Regions from separate parts of the Sus scrofa genome. Here region 1 is linked to region 2. A link is a contact called in public Hi-C data. All regions are on one chromosome and are shown on one strand. Each heading gives the region's core, a stretch centred on a gene start, on an enhancer-like site or on the middle of the called end of the contact. The rest is flanking DNA. Distances are from core to core; before and after follow the strand shown. Region 1 has its middle 270 kb from the start of TNS1. Region 2 has its middle 330 kb from the start of TNS1.

The links. Hi-C and Micro-C count contacts between places; a contact is called where the count stands out from the background.
Region 1: a Hi-C map of skeletal muscle shows a contact between it and region 2, with 2.6 times the contacts expected there. The contact joins two enhancer-like sites. A contact is called at or near these places in 3 of 47 Hi-C or Micro-C datasets (embryonic fibroblasts, fetal heart ventricle and skeletal muscle) and 1 of 2 datasets of contacts at active chromatin or transcription factors (skeletal muscle).

Annotation. Positions count from the first base shown.
Region 1 is chr15:119,875,927-119,880,339 of Sscrofa11.1, forward strand. No RefSeq gene overlaps it. Among named protein-coding and RNA genes, the nearest start is that of TNS1, 270 kb to the right of the region's middle. Within about 2 kb of position 1,850, at least 21 of the 83 cell types and tissues checked have an H3K27ac peak or open chromatin away from gene starts, as enhancers often do. A contact at or near this core is called in skeletal muscle, where this site is marked.
Region 2 is chr15:119,807,847-119,812,218 of Sscrofa11.1, forward strand. No RefSeq gene overlaps it. Among named protein-coding and RNA genes, the nearest start is that of TNS1, 330 kb to the right of the region's middle. Within about 2 kb of position 2,010, at least 10 of the 83 cell types and tissues checked have an H3K27ac peak or open chromatin away from gene starts, as enhancers often do. A contact at or near this core is called in skeletal muscle, where this site is marked.

The sequences.
Region 1 (4,413 bases), core at 600-3,099, 68 kb after region 2:
AAGACTAATCATAACCCAGATTTCTGGGAAGAGTGTGGACAGCCAGTGTTCTTCCTCAGATGCACATTTATCCTCTTAAGATGGTATCTCCTAATTTCTCTGCCCAGAGAACAAGGAAGATAACCCAATCCCAGAGAGATAGTCACAGCCCAGAGCAGTGATGAAGGATGTGTGTTTTTCAATCCTAAAACACATCTGCTGAGCTATAAGACCTTGGACTAGTCAACGTCTCTAGGCCTCAATTCCTTCATCTGTTAAATGGGAATATTAACAGTATCACCTGGTTGATTTAGTCCTCAAGGAATGGCGGCTGATGACATGATAAGGGCACTCTGAATTACAGGCTCTCTCCTTCCACATCTCCTTATGCTGTACACCCCAGAGATGTCTTGTAGGCTTCACCCTGGGTGTGCCTTAAAGGGTTTGCCTCTTTGTCCAATGCCCACCCTTGGAAAGAAGCAGATCTCCTTGAAAATAAGCTTGTGCTGCCTCCCAACAGCTGGGGCTGTAAATGATGACTGTAGAAATGGCCCAGGAAGGGCAAGACCCCCAGGGGAACATGGTGCCTCCCCCATCATCTCCTAGTGAGCTTCTGAGTGTGGAGCTCAACTGGGCTGAGTCATGGACAGTCATCTGTGCTCACTGACATTCCTTTTTTTTTTTTTTTCTTTTTGCAGGGTCACACTCACAGCATACGGAGGTTCCCAGGCTAGGGGTCGAATCAGAGCTGCCAGCCTACACCACAACCACAACAACTCGGGATCCAAGCTGCATCTGCAACATATACCACATCTCATAGCAATGCCAGATCATTAACCCACGGAGCGAGGCCAGGGATCCAACCTGCATCCTCATGGATGCTAGTCACATTCATTTCCCCTGAGCCACGATGGGCACTCCTCACTGACATTCTTGTCTGTGTCACTTGTCAGCATGAGGGACACCCCATGTGGTTTGAACTGACTCTCCTAAGCCCTGGGTGGCAAAGTCTATATCCACTGAATGGGAACAACCAGTTCAAAGGCAAGAGTTGGGTCAGACGCCTGATTCGAATTTACACAGCAGCTCCACCCCACCACACCCTTCAGAGTTTTATTCTTCAATTCAATCAGGTAACTTAGAATGGGCAACACAGCTGAAACATGGAAACATGAAAGATCAAGACACCAAGCCACCATAGAGACCATCTGATCCAAAACCCTCGTTTTCCTGATGGAGACAGCAAGTCCCAGAGAGGGGAAGTGACTTGTCCAGGATTATACAGTTGACCAGGGCATAGCATGAGAATCTAGAAGGGTGGAGATATCGTCAGGACTCTCTCTTGGGAGAAAATACAACCACAAAGAGGGGGAAGGTTGTTGGGGGGGTTGGGGTGGTGCTGGTTGAATTTCAGGAGCACTAGATGGAGGGTTGGAAGACAGTGGTCCCCACGTGGCTCTGTCTCGTACCAGTTGAAACACTCCGTGCTGTCACTTCACCTCCTTGGGACTCAGATCTCTTTTATAAAATAGAGCTCCCACCCTCCTCTCTGAACTATTGTGAGGAACAGACAAGAATGTATCTTGAAAACCATAAAGGTCTACCAACATACAGCCACATTCTGCCCATCTTTACAGCTGCCTTTAGGATTTGGGGAGAGTTAGGCATTCTCTCTAAGCAAATCCAAGGCCGGGGGGCTTCTCTTAGCAAAAGGAGCCCAGAACACCAGACTAAATCCATGTCATTCAAGCAGGGCTCAGGTTGTGTGTGTCTAAGCAGCTTTGGTTTGAAAAGATTAGGAGGGCAGTGGAGTGGAAAGAAAAGTTGATGAGGCAGCAGAGTGCAGCCCATGGTACCACACTGCCCTCTGCAGGGCACCAGGGAGAAGGCACGCAGGCTGGGCTGGGGCAGGTGGATTTAATTCAGCAGATAGCTCAGGGTCCTGGGATCCATTTCCCTGTCTCCACGTTGTGCAGGCCCCCTCCACGTTGAAACAGGGGCAGGGGACTGTGATCACCTTTAGGAATCCGTTCTGCCTGGCCTCAATCTTCCACCCACCCTGACGCTCACCACTCTCCAGTCTGCCCTCTGGGCATTTCTCATTCTGAACTCAGAATCCAGACAGTTCTGGGAAACAGAGCAGCCCGGGGCTCCTGCCCAACACTGTAACCTCTCTGCTCCATCATGGGCTGGTTTCTCCATGCTCTGGCCATACTCCAGTCCCTGGGGAAAGCCGTCCCATAGTAGGGAGTCCTGACTTGCCTGCATCAAGGGACCAGCCAGAGTCCTGCAGGCTGTGGAGATGAACCAGACATTCTGTGACACAAGAACATGAGACACAGACTCTGCAACTGCTCTGGGATTCAGAGAGAGATGTCCCGGGTCCAGAGCCTGCACTGGGGCACCTATGTCCTCCATGGCCCTGGCTGTGCCAGACCTTCCCCCACCCCCACCCCATTCTCCATCCTTTCCCTGGCTGTTTGGTTCAGAGCAGGGCACCCTGCAGCTGGCTCACCAGCCTCTAGGCGTGGCCTCAGGCCATGCTCCCCGTGTGCCCTTGTGTGGCCCCGGGGAGCCTCTGCAGCCGGCCCAGCCATGTGACCTGAGTGATTCACAAGCACAGACGTCCAAACCAGCTTCTCCATTCTTCCTCTCCCAGCCGTCACAAAGGGCACAGTCTCGGCTGCTCAGGCTGGAAACCCTTCAGCACAGAGGTGCATTGTTCCCAGGGTCAGGAGGGGCTGGACGCTGAAGGGAATTAGGAAGACAGGGAGCCTGAGGCCCAGCGTGGTTTTCCATGTGGCATATGCCCCTCGTGCAGGCCAAGCCCACTTCCTGTCCTGGCTGCAGCTCCGGGGCTCAAGTTCACATCTCCCTCCTTTAGAACCAACTCTGGGTCAGGTTGTTGGTTTCTTCTAATTTCCACTCTCTGCACGTGGACTTTTCTTTGAAAGATATGTACATGCTATTTCCTTTCTCTTCTCCAATACACATGATTCTTTAGAGGCCACAGCATAAATTCGGAGCCCAGCAACCTTGGTCTTGGGAGGCACACTTTATTCTTTCTCTTCGGCTCCCTACCTAACCCTAATCAAGCAGAGCCCAGGCAGGTGCACAGGACTAGAGAATGTTATTGTGGGTGAAAGGGAAAGAGAAGAATCTGGTCAGCATTAAGAAGGGGAGGAGGAGGGAGGATGTGGTTAAGATTGGGGCTATCAGGGATTTGGGAAATGATTCTAGTTCTTCTGATTCTCAGGGTATGAAAATATTCTACTCTGGGTTGTTGAAAATAAGCTCCTAGTAAAGAAACACTTGGACGAGAAGTGCTTTTAGAGGCAACATGGTCCGATTCTGATCACTTGAGAGGTAGTCCTTCCTCCAGAGCAGGTCCATGATGGGGGGCAGGGGCAGTGTCTGTCCCACAACTGAGCAGCTCTAGCTCATCTAGAAAGTGTTTCCAAATGTCAAGTCAGAATCTGAACCCCCTGTGGCAGACTGTAGAAATGGCCATCATTCTCCACTTCTTTTTATTCACGCCCTTCACATGTGAGTTTGCAGAACTTGCTTTGACCAATAGAATACAGCAACAGTAATATCATGCCATTAAGGAGCCTAGGCTTCAAGGGGTCCTGCCTAGGTCTACTCTCTGGGAACCCTATCAACACAGTGAGGATGAGATCAGGGTAGCCTGCTGAAGGATGAACTGACACATGGAAGAGAACTGAACCACCCTAGACCAGCCAGGCCAATGACAACCTTCTGACTGATGCCAGATGCACCCAAGAGATCATCCCAGCTGGCCCAGATCTGCAGAACCGCCCTGCTGACCCCAGCCCAAGTGGCACACTCTCAAAATCATGAGCCAAATAAATGGTGGTTTTCTTAAAGTCACTAAGTTTTGGAGTGTCTTTGTGGAAAACATAAACTTGATGCACCCCATAATAGCCCTCTAGAGCTACACAGAATAATCTTGATTCTTCAGCCAAGGAGGAAAGCCCTTTACCTCCCTGAAAGAGCTAATTACCATTGCCTTTAAGCCTCAGAATGGCTCTTGGGGAGTCATGCACCCTAGCTCCATTCTTAGAGGAAACCCATACCCTAAGCCATCCTTTGCCACCTCTTCTCCACCCAGCACCAGTCTCCCAGGAGCTGCAGAAGAGGCTCTTTTGCAGTTCCCATCGTGGTGCAGCAGAAAATGAATCCAACTAGGAACCATGAGGTTGTGGGTTCTATCCCTGGCCTTGCTCAGCAGGTTAAGGATCCGACGTTGCCATGAGCTGTGGTGTAGGTGGAAGATGTGGCTCAGATCTGGCATTGCTGTGTCTATGGTGTAGGCAGGCATCTCTAGCTCTGATTCAACCCCTAGCCTGAGAACCTGCATATGTCACGGTTGTGGCCCTATAAAAAAATAAATAAATAAAAAGCAAAATGCAT
Region 2 (4,372 bases), core at 760-3,259:
ATGGGGAAACGAGCAAACCCTACTAATTTGACCCCCTCCTAGAGAGCCAATTGTTAAATATTTCCAGCACACCACTGAATAGTGTGCCCTATTCACACTATTCAAGATATGAGTATGCTGAAAGTGGGGAAAAGTTAAAGTCAAATAAACTTTGGGGAAACACAAATTACCTCTCTTGGAAATTCCCAAAGCACATTAATATATTAAAGACAGAAAAATCTTTCTACGAGGAAACCTATTTAGGGAGTTCCCGTCATGACACAGTGGTTAACAAATCCGACTAGGAACCATGAGATTGTGAGTTCAATCCCCGGCCTCACTCAGTGGGTTAAGGATCTGGTGTTGCCATGAGCTGTGATGTAGGTTGCAGATGTGGATCAGATCTGGTGTTGCTGTGGCTGTGGCGTAGGCCGGCTGCTATAGCTCCGGTTCAACCCGTAGCCTGGGAACCTCCATAGGCTATGGGTGCAGTCCTAAAAGGCAAAAAAGAAGGAAAGAAAGAAAGAAAGAAAGAAAGAAAGAAAGAAAGAAAGAAAGAAAGAAAGAAAGAAAGAAAGAAAGAAAGGAAGGAAGGAAGGAAGGAAGGAAGGAAGGAAGGAAGGAAGGAAGGAAGGAAGGAAGAAAGAGATAGAGAGAAAAAGAGAAAGAGAGAAAGAAAGAAAGAGAAATCTATTTAACTTTTTTTTTTTAGAACAAAGAGTTTTCCAAACTCATTTGGTAGCAGAATCTTTTTTTTTATAGAATGACTATCACTGTTGCATGAAGTTCCTGCTGCTTTGGACTTTCCTTTTTATATTCATTTATTTATTTATTTATTTATTACTTTTTTAGGGCTGCACTTAAAAAAGTAGGTTCCCAGGCTAGGGGTCAAATGGGAGCTATAGCTGCCAGCCTACACCACAGCCACAACAACGCCAGATCCTTCACCCACTGAGCTGAGTGAGGCCAGGGATCAAACCCTCATCCTCATGGACACTAGTCAGGCTCATCGCTGCTGAGCTGCAACAGGAACTGCTGGACTTTTTAAATAAAACTAAGTTGTTAGCACTGACATAGAGATAGAAATTGGTCATAATAGCTCTGCTGTTCATTCCCATGGCAATTTCGAGAGGTCAGTAGATGATGAATGTGTGCAGCCATTCTTCTGACTGCTCAAAGACACTTATTATTTACGACCTGAGTTCTGGGCGGTGATTGCTGTCATTAATAATGATAGTTTAGCCCTAGGCTGGGGAGACAGCAGATCTGGAGTCTCTCTGCTTAGCCTGACACTCCTGTGATACAGGAGTAGGGACTGTAAAGCTCAAAGCACTTAGTACCAGCATGGGGAGTGCTAGATTTCAAATTCTTTCTTCAGTCAAGAGCAGGCGCCTGGGGGCCCAGGGCAGGGGTCTAATTCTAAATGTGGAAACCACCCCTGGCTAATAGATTGAAACGGGGAGCTCCTGGGGACCCAGTGGGACAGAACAACTGTGTTCATTAAGGGAGCCAGGAAGCGGCCATGGGGGTCTTGTCCATCGACAACTTGGCAGGACACAAAGTATTTTACCAAAAGGAATCTCACAGCTGGAAGGAGCAGGTGCGGGCAGAGCAGAGCCAGTGCAAAAGCTGGAGAGAGATTAAGGCAGGAAGGAAATTGGATTTTCCCAAGTTCCAGAGGGGAGGGGTACACCAGGAGGAGAAAAGTGGTGAGAGAGAGAGAGGGACTGAAATTGATTTAGGACTTGAAATAAATATCCTTGGCCAGCAAAGGGGTTGTCACTTTGCATTGTAACAATTTAACAGGCCAAAAACCCCAGCATTAACTGAATCCATGCCCTCAGCAGAAGGGGAGATTATCAGTTGCTAAACAGGAACCACTAAAACTAAAGAGAACATTTTCACATCCTCATTCCCCCAGGAGCAGGACCTGGTGCCAGGAAAATTGCTTCTCCCTGCTGACCCTCCACCCACCCTGTGTTTTCTGTCTCTGGGCAAAGTGACACACTCCCAGCCCTGGCCTTGGAAGTGGTCCCATCCTGTAGCTCTGGATGGATGATCAGCAAGTGGCATGTTCCCCACCACCACCCAGGGCAGAGAAGAAGAAGTCAGTACCATAAACCAACCCACAGTGAGGCAAGGAGAGAGTGGAAGGTGGGCATGTTTCCAGAAAGCTATGGAGCTCTGCCTCTAATCTCCTTAGGGTTCAGCTTGGGGCCATGTTTCCTCCCCCACTTCCTCTAACTCCAACCATTTGGAAGTAATGTTTTATTTTCTACATTTGATTCACAAGACAAAACAAAGCAAAACACGCACACACACACAAACAAAAAAACATGAGAGGGTCAACTAGATGTAATGGCACAATGAATCATATTTTAAAAATCAATAAAGGGTCATGAAATGTGAGAAAAAAGACTTGTGCACATTCTCAAAAAGCAGAGTGCTTCATCCATACACTCACTGGTCACCTTGTGGCTGAGGGCACAGCCTTATAAATACGGAGAGGCCAGGGTGGTTTTTCCCTCCTGGATGTTAGCCCCTCCAGAGGTTTGGAAGGGGCTTAATGTGTTTGCATTTAAAGACAATGTTGAGGGGAGGAAGTGGGATAGACTGGGAGTTTGGGGTTAGTAGATGCAGACTGTTGCATCTGGAGTGGATAAGCAATGAGATCTTGCTGTATAGCACAGGGAACTATATCTAGTCACTTGTGATGGAACATGATGGAGGATAATGTGAGAAAAAGAATGTCTATATGTATATGACTGGGTGACTTTGCCGTACAGCAGAAATTGACAGAACATTGTAAATCAACTATAATGAAAAATGTTTTTTAAAAAGACAAGGGCAATTATACTGGAAAACTTCTCATCACTATTCATATTTAATCTTTAAATAGTGACTGACATTCTACAAAGTCATTTTCACATACATTATTGTATTTAGTCCTCAGAATAATCCCATGAGTCAGGTGCTATTTTGATCCTCATTTTCCAGCTGAAGAAACTGAGGCTCAGAGAGCTTGAGGCAAGCAGGGCCCAGGTCATACAGCTGGTAAGCAGATCTGTGTGACTCTAAATCACTTGCTCCCTCCCCCACCCCTTGCCATAATCCTTTGGAAGGCAGGCATCCTGGCAAGGCACTCCACAGGTCCCCCAACACAGAGACCTGTGCAGGCAACTGTGTAGTTAAAGATGGAGGAGGAAGGTCTCTTTTCCCATTGCCCCTAATGTTACCTTTATTTCCTGTTCACCAACAGACCCCTATTTGCTTAGCCCCTTATTCTCTTCATATACAGTGGGCCCTGTTCAACTCCCTAACCCATTGCTGAATGTGCTGGAGTGTCTAGAAATGTGCAAACATGACAGCCCCCAGACCCAGCCCTAGCCCTAGCCCTTTCTTCCCTAACAGTCCTGCCAGAAAGCACAGAGCCCCTTGGGCTGGAGGGTGAAAGAAAATGACAGGGAAAATTGAGACTGTACCCAGCAAATATTTGTTGAACTGATTATTTTCCAGACAAGTCCACTGAACACATCACATCAGATATCTTGTTTTCTCAGGATTCTAGCCAGTCCTTATACCCTTCTTATTTTTGTTTGACCCCATTTCAGCTGGGAACAGACCCTGGTTCAGGACCCCAACCAGAAAGGAGAGGGATTCAAACTCACCTGTGAGAGCTGTGAAAGGACCATGTCTAGGCTTTGCCCCTTAGATCTCTCTAAGCTGCCTTACTCTCCCTGAATCCCTTTCCTGCATCTAGCCAATCCCTCATCTGGGAATCTTCAGTGGCTCTTCATTGACTCTAGGATTAACTCCAAATCTCTCAGCAAGGTATTTCACAACCCCATACCATTCAAACACTATTTATGCAATGCATGCATGAATATATCACATGGATGCATGAATGGCTGCATGGATGGAGAGATGGACAAATGAATGAATGAACAGAGGGACAAATGGATCTAATACTCAATTTCCTGTTAGAACATTTCCTCTGCACCCAGAAGGGACCAATAGCCTTCTGCCTCTGGGAAAAATGAAGAACTTTATCCCCCTTTCCTACATATTCCCTTCTCACACACACACCCCTCCACCACTACTGACATCTTAGTCTCCATGGTTTTTATAGCTCATAATCTATCCTATCAGCCAAGGAAAGGACCACCCCCTAAAATGTGAACTATCCTAGAGCCATGGGCTTTACAACTTCTAAGAGTAATGAACAGTGTTGACTCAAGTGACTTTCTTCTCAAGCCCTCACTTCCCAGTTTGTAAAACTGAGGTCTTTATATGATGTGGAGCTGGGACTTCAAAAGGCCCTCTTTATTCAGGAGTAAGCAATATTCCCCAATTTCTTAGACAGCGGCCATCTAGAAAAGGAAGCTGCCAAAAG